Regions from separate parts of the Gossypium hirsutum genome. Here region 2 is linked to region 1. Evidence: chromatin contacts called from public Hi-C data. All regions are on one chromosome and are shown on one strand. Each heading gives the region's core, a stretch centred on a gene start, on an enhancer-like site or on the middle of the called end of the contact. The rest is flanking DNA. Distances are from core to core; before and after follow the strand shown.

The links. Hi-C and Micro-C count contacts between places; a contact is called where the count stands out from the background.
Region 2: a contact with region 1 is called in a Hi-C map of leaf, with 1.9 times the contacts expected there. The contact joins the enhancer-like site here to the promoter of LOC107962876 in region 1. A contact is called at or near these places in 6 of 34 Hi-C or Micro-C datasets (callus, hypocotyl and leaf).

Annotation. Positions count from the first base shown.
Region 1 is chrA06:31,450,346-31,454,961 of Gossypium_hirsutum_v2.1, reverse strand. LOC107962876 (glycine dehydrogenase (decarboxylating), mitochondrial) reads left to right here and starts at 2,279. Exons shown (of 15, transcript XM_016899431.2): 1 at 2,279-4,140; 2 at 4,249-4,494; 3 at 4,578-4,616. The coding sequence starts at 2,902. It overlaps LOC107962877 (a long non-coding RNA gene), which reads left to right. Exons shown (of 6, transcript XR_001701806.2): 5 at 137-539; 6 at 611-835.
Region 2 is chrA06:31,571,932-31,576,547 of Gossypium_hirsutum_v2.1, reverse strand. No RefSeq gene overlaps it. Among protein-coding and RNA genes, the nearest start is that of LOC107963580, 47 kb to the left of the region's middle. Within about 2 kb of position 2,702, at least 6 of the 9 cell types and tissues checked have an H3K27ac peak or open chromatin away from gene starts, as enhancers often do. A contact at or near this core is called in leaf, where this site is marked.

The DNA.
Region 1 (4,616 bases), core at 1,030-3,529:
TCATGTAAGCAATTGTTGAATGACACATTTGTACTATTTATTCCTATTTTAGCTTCCTTTTCCAGTGTGCTTTTAGTCTTTTCTTCTGTAAACTTGTTTCTGTTCTTGAACATGATATAAGGCTGGTGCTTCTTAGGTGATAACTTCGAGTACCAGGGAAGAAACTTAATTCCGAGTGCTTTCCACTGTTGATATGGTTATATAGAGTGACACTCGTAGGAAGGTTGGAAAATGGCTTTTGTTTCAAAGGAAGAAAAAATTGAGGATTACCTTTTCAAGATTGTACTTGTTAGTGATTCAGCTGTTGGGATATTGAATTTACTTGCAAGATTTGCTAGGAATGAGTTCTACCCAAATTCAAAGTCAACCATAGGAGTAGAGTTTCAAACTCAGAAGTTAGATATAAATGGGAACGAAGTTAAGGCACAGATGTGGATAATGCTTACAAGAACCAAGTGGATATACCTTAAATATGTTCGTATCTGAGTTAGGTTCATCAAGCAGGATTGAGAGGTGAAAAGATCGATGTTGTTGTTAAGGTAAGTCCCCTTGAAAATAATTTTAAAACCTCACATGTCTATGTGATTTTGACCTTTCAAGTTTATGGCAGGTGCAACATCCGGGAATCCAAGATCTTATGATGACCGACATTTGTAACTTGCAAGCATTTGCACTATACATTCAGAAGAATGATGTCAAATTTGATCTGTTTTCCGTTACCAAGTAAATGGAAAAGAAGGTATTTGTATTCACACTGATGTTATTTGCAAAACACATCTATCCTTCTTTTATGTATTTTTCAAATTTATGTAAATTGAGAGTATCGTTCCACTTGGATTTGGATTTCTTTTTTCTTCTGCATGTCGTTAATTATTTATCCTTTGTGTTGTCAAGATTGGATATGAGTTTGACTTTCTAAGAGAAGCCAATGCTATGGAGAGAATTTGCTATTTCTTATACGAGAATAACATAAATAACTTTGAGTTTTTAATTAACATAAAATGAGGAATGGCTTTTGAGACAAAGGGATTGCGGATCTCAGCTCCTTCTGTATTTATATCGAGTTTTCTTCATGTTTTTGAATAACATAAAGAACTATGAGTTTTTGAATAACCTAAAATTAAGGACTATGGTTTTTGAATAACAAAGGACTATGAGTTTTTATTTTTTATTTCACATATGAAAAGAACTAATGTTACTAAAATTTAGTAATTTTTATGTAAAATTTGAAGGTTTTTATTTCACCAAAAGATTGCTATAAATAATTAATTTATTAAAGAGTATACCTTATAATTCATTGTTGTTATCATGTTATTATAAATGATCAAATAAAATATATAAAATATGTTTTCTATTAAAATTGATTATTAAAATAAAATATCGTTAGAGTCATTTTTATATTGGCGATTGTGACCTAAGAGAACAGGTGAGAGGCTAGATTAAAGCAAATATATTAGACATTGAAATATTTTTAATAATAATTTTATATTAAAATTATTATTAAATATTATTAATAATTATATTAAGAATGTTATTAAATTATATATTATTTTATTAAATTGTATTTAATAATAATTATGTTAAAATATGATTAAATTATTTTTTTTATTTTTACTAAAATATATTGAACAATAATCTTATTAAAATTTAATAATAATGATCATCTATCTACAAAAATTCTGCTAAGGGTACTTTGGTCATTTAAGTTTTTTTCCTTATACTATTACAATATTTATTTTATTCAACCAACACAAGAATTCTATTACAGCTCTATTCACTTCCATTAAATCAAATAATTGAATTACTGATTACAGTTCTATTTCATTACAACTCTACTCAATTACAGCCCTAGTCCATTATAGTGAATCAAACGTACCGCAAGAGTAGAAATTGAACCGACTAAAACCGGATGTATGGCAAAGAGGGTTGGTATCAGTTAAGTTGGATGACACGTACAGTACTACTTCCGAGGATGATTTTTGAGATTGAAATTTTGTTGGTCAAATTCCAAGCAAAGATTCATTTGATAAAACCTTTTTAACACATACTAATCATATTTTTGTGCGTATATGTATAAATAAAGAATACAGATATACGCCTCTTATCTCAAATTTTAAATACAATCTTATTGATTAGTGCATGTTATTCTTAAAATAGTGACAATCCATAATAAAACTGGCATAAAAATATTAAATATTCATTCAATAATTATGTAATAGACGAATTTTAATAGAATTCAATTAGTATTTTTAAATTTGAAAGAGTAAATTTTTAATTATAGTAAAGATAGATGGCAGTGAGAGGTTGAGGGTGAGGGATAATCAAGATAATGAGATTGTGAAACAGATATTGCCAACACACAAGCTTCAATCTTCATCCAAAGAACCAGAAAGGGAGAAAAGAATAAGATTGAAATTTTATTTTCCTGAGATTTGTTTGATTAAAGAGATGATGCCATGAATTGTGATCCATTGAATTTCAATCCTTTTTCTTGCAATTACTTCCATTCATTTTCTTTTGGAGATTTGTGATTTCTTTTTTATGTTAGTTTTGGAATCTGACATGTTATGTCCTCAAAAAAATCTGTCTTTTTTCTCCATAGTTGCAGCGTCACCCATCATCCACCAAAATTCTTTAATTTTCCCATAAAAATAATATTTCTTTTCATGATTTTCAATTACATTTGATTATTTAAGCACAACCATATATAAATATAGACAAAAGTATACACACAGTTCTATCACCAACCCACTTTCCCTTCTCTCACTCATGAAATAAAAATTAAACCTTTTAGCCTTTTTGTTTCATTGCCTCACCAACCCAAAGTTTCTTTTTCTTTTTCTTCTCCATTGCATTTTCATTACCAAAACCTTAAGAAAAAAAAAAAAAGCAACTTCTTTGATGGAGAGGGCAAGGAGGTTGGCTAGCAGGGCAATCCTTAGACGCTTGGTTAATGAAACCAAGCAATCAAGCAATGGGCAAATGAGCTGTAGATCACCTGTTTTATACACTCCTTCAAGGTATGTATCTTCACTGTCGCCTTTTGGTTCCAAGTGTTATAGCAGATCAGATTTGTTAGGAGGTAGAAATGTACCAAACAGTTTTGGGTCACAACAACTTCGATCCATCTCTGTTGAGGCATTAAAATCGAGTGATACTTTTCCCCGCCGCCATAACTCTGCAACCCCTGAGGAGCAGACCAAAATGGCTGAATCTTGTGGGTTTGATAGTCTTTATTCCCTTATTGATGCAACTGTGCCTAAAGCTATACGTATTGATTCCATGAAGTTTTCAAAGTTCGATGAAGGGTTAACTGAGAGCCAAATGATTGAACACATGAAAATGTTGGAATCTAAGAACAAGATTTTCAAGTCATTCATTGGGATGGGTTATTATAACACTCATGTTCCCCCTGTGATTTTGAGGAACATAATGGAGAATCCAGCTTGGTACACTCAATACACACCTTACCAAGCTGAGATATCTCAAGGCAGGCTTGAGTCTTTGCTTAACTTCCAAACCATGATTACTGATCTCACTGGTTTGCCTATGTCAAATGCTTCATTGCTTGATGAGGGAACTGCTGCTGCTGAGGCTATGGCCATGTGTAACAATATTCTGAAAGGGAAAAAGAAGACTTTCATCATTGCTAATAATTGTCACCCTCAGACAATTGATATTTGTAAGACTAGAGCTGATGGTTTTGATCTTAAAGTGGTTACTGCAGATCTTAAGGATATTGATTACAGCTCTGGTGATGTTTGTGGGGTTTTGGTTCAGTATCCAGGGACCGAGGGCGAGGTTTTGGACTACGGGGAGTTTATTAAGAATGCTCATGCTCATGGTGTTAAGGTTGTCATGGCAACTGATTTGTTGGCATTGACAGTGTTGAAGCCCCCAGGTGAACTTGGGGCAGACATTGTTGTTGGCTCGGCACAAAGGTTCGGGGTGCCGATGGGGTACGGTGGCCCTCATGCTGCGTTTTTGGCTACATCTCAAGAGTATAAGAGAATGATGCCTGGACGAATTATCGGTGTTAGTGTTGATTCTTCAGGGAAGCCTGCTTTGCGTATGGCAATGCAAACCCGGGAGCAACATATTCGCAGGGACAAAGCTACCAGTAACATATGCACAGCTCAAGTAAGAGATTCGTCCTTAATCTGTGATTATTGTTCATAATACATATTTCTCTTTGTATTTGGATGTATTGTCTTTGCTTTGTTTGACTTGATATATTGTTTTATCTAGGCATTACTAGCAAACATGGCTGCTATGTATGCTGTTTATCATGGACCTGAGGGCTTAAAGGCCATTGCACAACGTGTTCATGGTCTTGCTGGGGTATTTGCTTTGGGACTGAAGAAACTTGGCACCGTGGAAGTCCAGGGCCTTCCCTTCTTTGATACTGTAAAGGTTACATGTGCTGATGCCCATTCAATTGCTGATGCTGGTTACAGGAGTGAGATAAATCTTCGGGTTCTTGATGCCAAAACAGTGAGTCTGATTGCACCTACCCGTTTGTTCGGTCAACAAAATATTATATATCATGAGATAACCGGTACTTGGCTGATTTGCAGATTACTGTTTCGTTTGATGAAACAACTACTTTGGAAGAT
Region 2 (4,616 bases), core at 1,453-3,952, 120 kb before region 1:
TGGGTTGTCAGAAGCATGAAGGATATAGAGTGAAAATATTTCAAGGTTTGTTTGAGGGGTTTCTGAAGAAGAGTCTTCTGTTAAAAGAAAGAACCGGAATTCTAACCATACTCCGATACCATGATAAAATAAGAAAGAAAAAAAAAGTTATTGTATTTCTTGTATATCATAACAGAATAATGAGATGATTATATACAAGTAGGAGTATTTCTTGTACATCATAACAGAATAATGAGATGATTATATACAAGTAGGAGCTCCAATTAGCTAGTAAATCAAGGAAAATAATATGCATAAATAAGGAAAAAATATACATAAAATATTCCTGAGATTATGGGTCAAAAGTAGAAGTATATGGTAACTGAATATTCCCATTTAGTTCCCTTTGTTAATAGGTTGCTTTACATTTAATGTTAGCATAATTTTTAATACTCATGAATGATTGCAATGCCTATGATGCCACCACAATTCCAAATATTTACAAATTATCATAATTTTTGTAAGAAGAAATACAAATAATTTTTTTTAAATTAAATTGACCTTACCATTGCTTTTCGTATCAGGCAACCACATTTTATGAATTTCCCTTTGATTAGGTAGGGAGGGGTAATTGTTATACATAAATATTTTAATCATAATATAGGTCTCATAAAAAACCCTTGTATTTACCTTTCAATGGATTAGAATAAGGGGTCTCACTTTTTAGAGGGTTTTTTCTCTTTTCAATAAATTTAGTAAAAGAATTTTAATGGTATTAACAACTGAATTTATATTTTTTAAATTCAAAAAATCGAACAACTAAATTTTTGAAATAAAAGTAGAAGGTCTATATTTTAAATGCATAATGAGTAAAAAAAACTTGAAAGTATATTTTAATCTTAATTTTTTTTTCAAAATTAACTAAGCTCAAGCTAATTAAATAAAAATATATTTAAAATGATTTATTAATCTATACGTATTTGGAAAAAGATAACCGCATCAGATTCAAATTGGTGTGTGCCACTAGAGATGGTAGCTAAAACAATGAACGTACACTAATTTAAAATTTGATCTAAACGTAGGGTATAGTTAATTATATTATAAAAATGGAAATAAACACTATGTTCACATTGTAATTTTTTAACATTTGACATTAAATTAAGATGACACATGTTCATACCTTTCTTTACAATTTAATCTCTCTTCTTGAAATCAATTTACTTACTTTTTTTTTTAAATTATGATGTTAGTCCTTTTTAAATTTTAATGGTTACATTTAATTTCGAAATTACCGCTTATTAATAATGATGAATTTAAATAAAATTTTTAAAATATTTATTAAATTGAATTCTATCCAATTATATTTCGAATAAATAATGTAAATGAAATTTTTTAGTTTTTTTAATAAAAAAGATTTAAAAATTTTAGTTTATAGTTCTTTTAAGGTTGGTTTAAACATTTTTAAATGAATATAATTAATGTGGGATAAAATATTGTACATAATACGTATATTCTTTTATTTTTTTCATATTATTTTTTTTTGATAAAAAACGACTCAAGAGTCAATATCATTTTATTGCTTCACGAATAATAACATTGTGAATTTTCATATTGATTTTTATATCAATTAATTAAATTATTTAAAATTTACAGATAATTTTTAACATGAATATATACATATTTAGTATATATTACTATTAATTTATACGGAATTACATTAAAAATCTTGAAATAAATATACACTTAAAATTTTATTTTGTTAATTTATAGTATCATATATAAAAATATCTTTACCATCATTATAATATCATAAATGATGAATAAAGAAACATTCGATTTTAATTTTTATTTGTTAAAACTTACCAATCTTAAAAATTAATTTAAATTAATAAATAAATATATTTTAAAAGATATATACAACAAGTCCGATGCACATCAAATAAAAAATTAGTAAGGTATAGTACTAGGGTCTGGCTAAGTGAGAAATAAATATCTATGTTTACATTATAATTTTTAAACATGCAACACTTTTCATTTCAAGCACTTATTTCTATATTGGGGAAATCACTCTTTATTAATAATATTTATAAAATAAAATTTATTTATTTTTCAAATATAATAAGAGTTAATTACATTCATTGAAGAAAAATAAATATAAAAATCAAATATTAATAATTATAACATTAAAACAAATAAATTTAACAATATTTAACACATAACCTCTAAAAATATATTAATAATATGAGTGAGCATTTGATACACTAACGGTATATTTTTTTTATTCTACAAGCGACCTCAAAATTTTTTCTTCTTTTCAAATGTTTTATTATACGCTTATATAATACTTTTCAACTCCTAATTTTACTTCCAAATAATTTCTCTAATAACATTATTTAAACTATTATTAAGTAGTATTAATAATGACGGATTTTAGTATTATTTTAATTTTAAATAGAATTTAAATATTTTTAAATCCATTATTTTCTTCTATTTTTAAATAATTTTTAAACAAAAATTAATATGTATCGTAAATGTAAGGTTTTATATATTTTTAATTGAAAATTCTCATATACCGACAAAATTGTATATTAAATTAACATAAATTAAAAAAAACAAAATTCTGACAACAAATATGTAACGTTAACCTTTCAAACAAGTCCTTACCAACTCTATTGGTATATTGAACCAGAAAAAACACTTCTATTGCTGTAATGTTGACAAATCATTGGGGCCCACTATTTAGTCACCTCTTTCACTCTTTGCTCGCCACGTCATCTCTCTTACACTTGCATCCTACGTGACATCTTCTCTTTATATTACGCGTTTCTCTAGTTTTCTTCGAACTCTCAAAAAGAAAAAGAAAACACGATGACGATAAGAGTGGCAGGGGGAGAAGGAGAAGAATCGAAGTCTCCGGACACTGAACTTTCCGGCGACTTTTCCAGGAAGTTGAGGGTTTTGTTGACGGAATCCAACGACGAAAGCGAGTTTTCCAACGAGGGTTCGGTCGAAAAAGAGAAACTGGAGGAGATAATGCAAGAGTTATACAAAGAGATAACAGTGACAAGCTCTTCTTACAACACTTCGCCCACAGTAACTTCTTCGTCTCTTTCGTCCTTTGGCGAGAGCTGCGGGGCTTCGTTGTCTGACTCGTCGTCCAGTGTGATGGCTGGCATTGAGTTGGTGGCACCCACGGAGGAGTTATTGGTTATTGGGATGGGGTTTAACGATAACAAAAGTGTAATAGGAGATGAAGTAAAGGAAATGGACGGCTGTGATGATGATCAATGGCTGGCACGAGCTCTAGGCTGGGTGTCAATGGAAATTGAGGAGTCCCATCAGTGGAATTTGGCGTACAGTGAGAGCCCTTGGACTGTAGGGATGTGGTGTCCTTGGGAAGGGTGACATTAATTTAACCCTTTTTATTAGATTGTCACATGAGATACAACTCATACAAGTAGTTTATCTTTAGGGTTTAGATATTTAAATCTGTCCTTACTTTTCATGTATCTCCTTTAAATTATATAAGGGTTGGTTAGAGATGAGTATGGAGCGGGTGAGGTGGGAATTGTTCCCTTCACTTTTTATGTCATGCTTGCATAGCTGTTTAAAACACATATTGGTTATATCCATAACAACTTCAATTTTTTCTACATTACTTCACCCTTCTTTTACTAATGCTATTTTGATTTAATATTGTTAAAACATAATATAAAAATAAAATATATTCATAATCTTTTGAGTTATAATTTTGTTTAATCTCTTTGAGAATGCTCCCAAGTTCTTGTAAGACCAAGATGAACTATAGAGCGACGAAGCTTGTCCGCTGGTTAATCCCAAAGAAAAGCAAGTGAATAAATCTAATAAAGGTAAATGAGAAAAGAGAGCCCTTTTGAGGGGAAATAGAGGTGTACATGGCTAGGCTACTCGGCCCTGCCCGAAGGCCCCGCTTAAAAAATGAGAGGGTTCGGATAAAAATATAAGCCCGAAATATAATTTTGGGTAAAAAATGAGGCCCATTTAGAAAACGGGCTGGGCTTCGGGTAAAATTTTTTTATCTAGGCCCGACCCGGTCCGAATTATATACTAAATATATATTTTTTTATTTTTTATTTTTAATTATATTTACATTTTATTTTCAATTTTAATATAATCACTTTTTATTATATTTTTAATTTGTGTATTGTTTTAAGAATTGTTTTAGTCTTATTTTTTATTTGTTTCTTGTTTTAATATTTTTTTTTATGTTTTTAAATGTGTTTGATTTATTATATTTTAAAATTTTTTATTTAATGAAATAAGTTAAAAAAATTTAATATGGACCGGACAGGACTCAGACTTAATAATTTTATTTCGAATCGATCTTGAATAAATTTTTAGGTCCATACTTCAGGCAGGGCTTGGCCCGAGTCTAAAATTTTATATAGGCCTGACCATGCATACCTCGAAATTAACGTCGATAAGATAAAGGTGGACTGGTATGCAACCACCTCCATTTACATTGCCGAATTTGTAGAGTTTTTGGTGCCCGAGGTCCATGGTGGTCCCTTAGGTTAAGGACCATGACCCAGTTTCCACTACCCCTTCGGTTCAGTGGTTTAGGGTTTCTACCGCTCCACTTACCCCTTGTAATCATT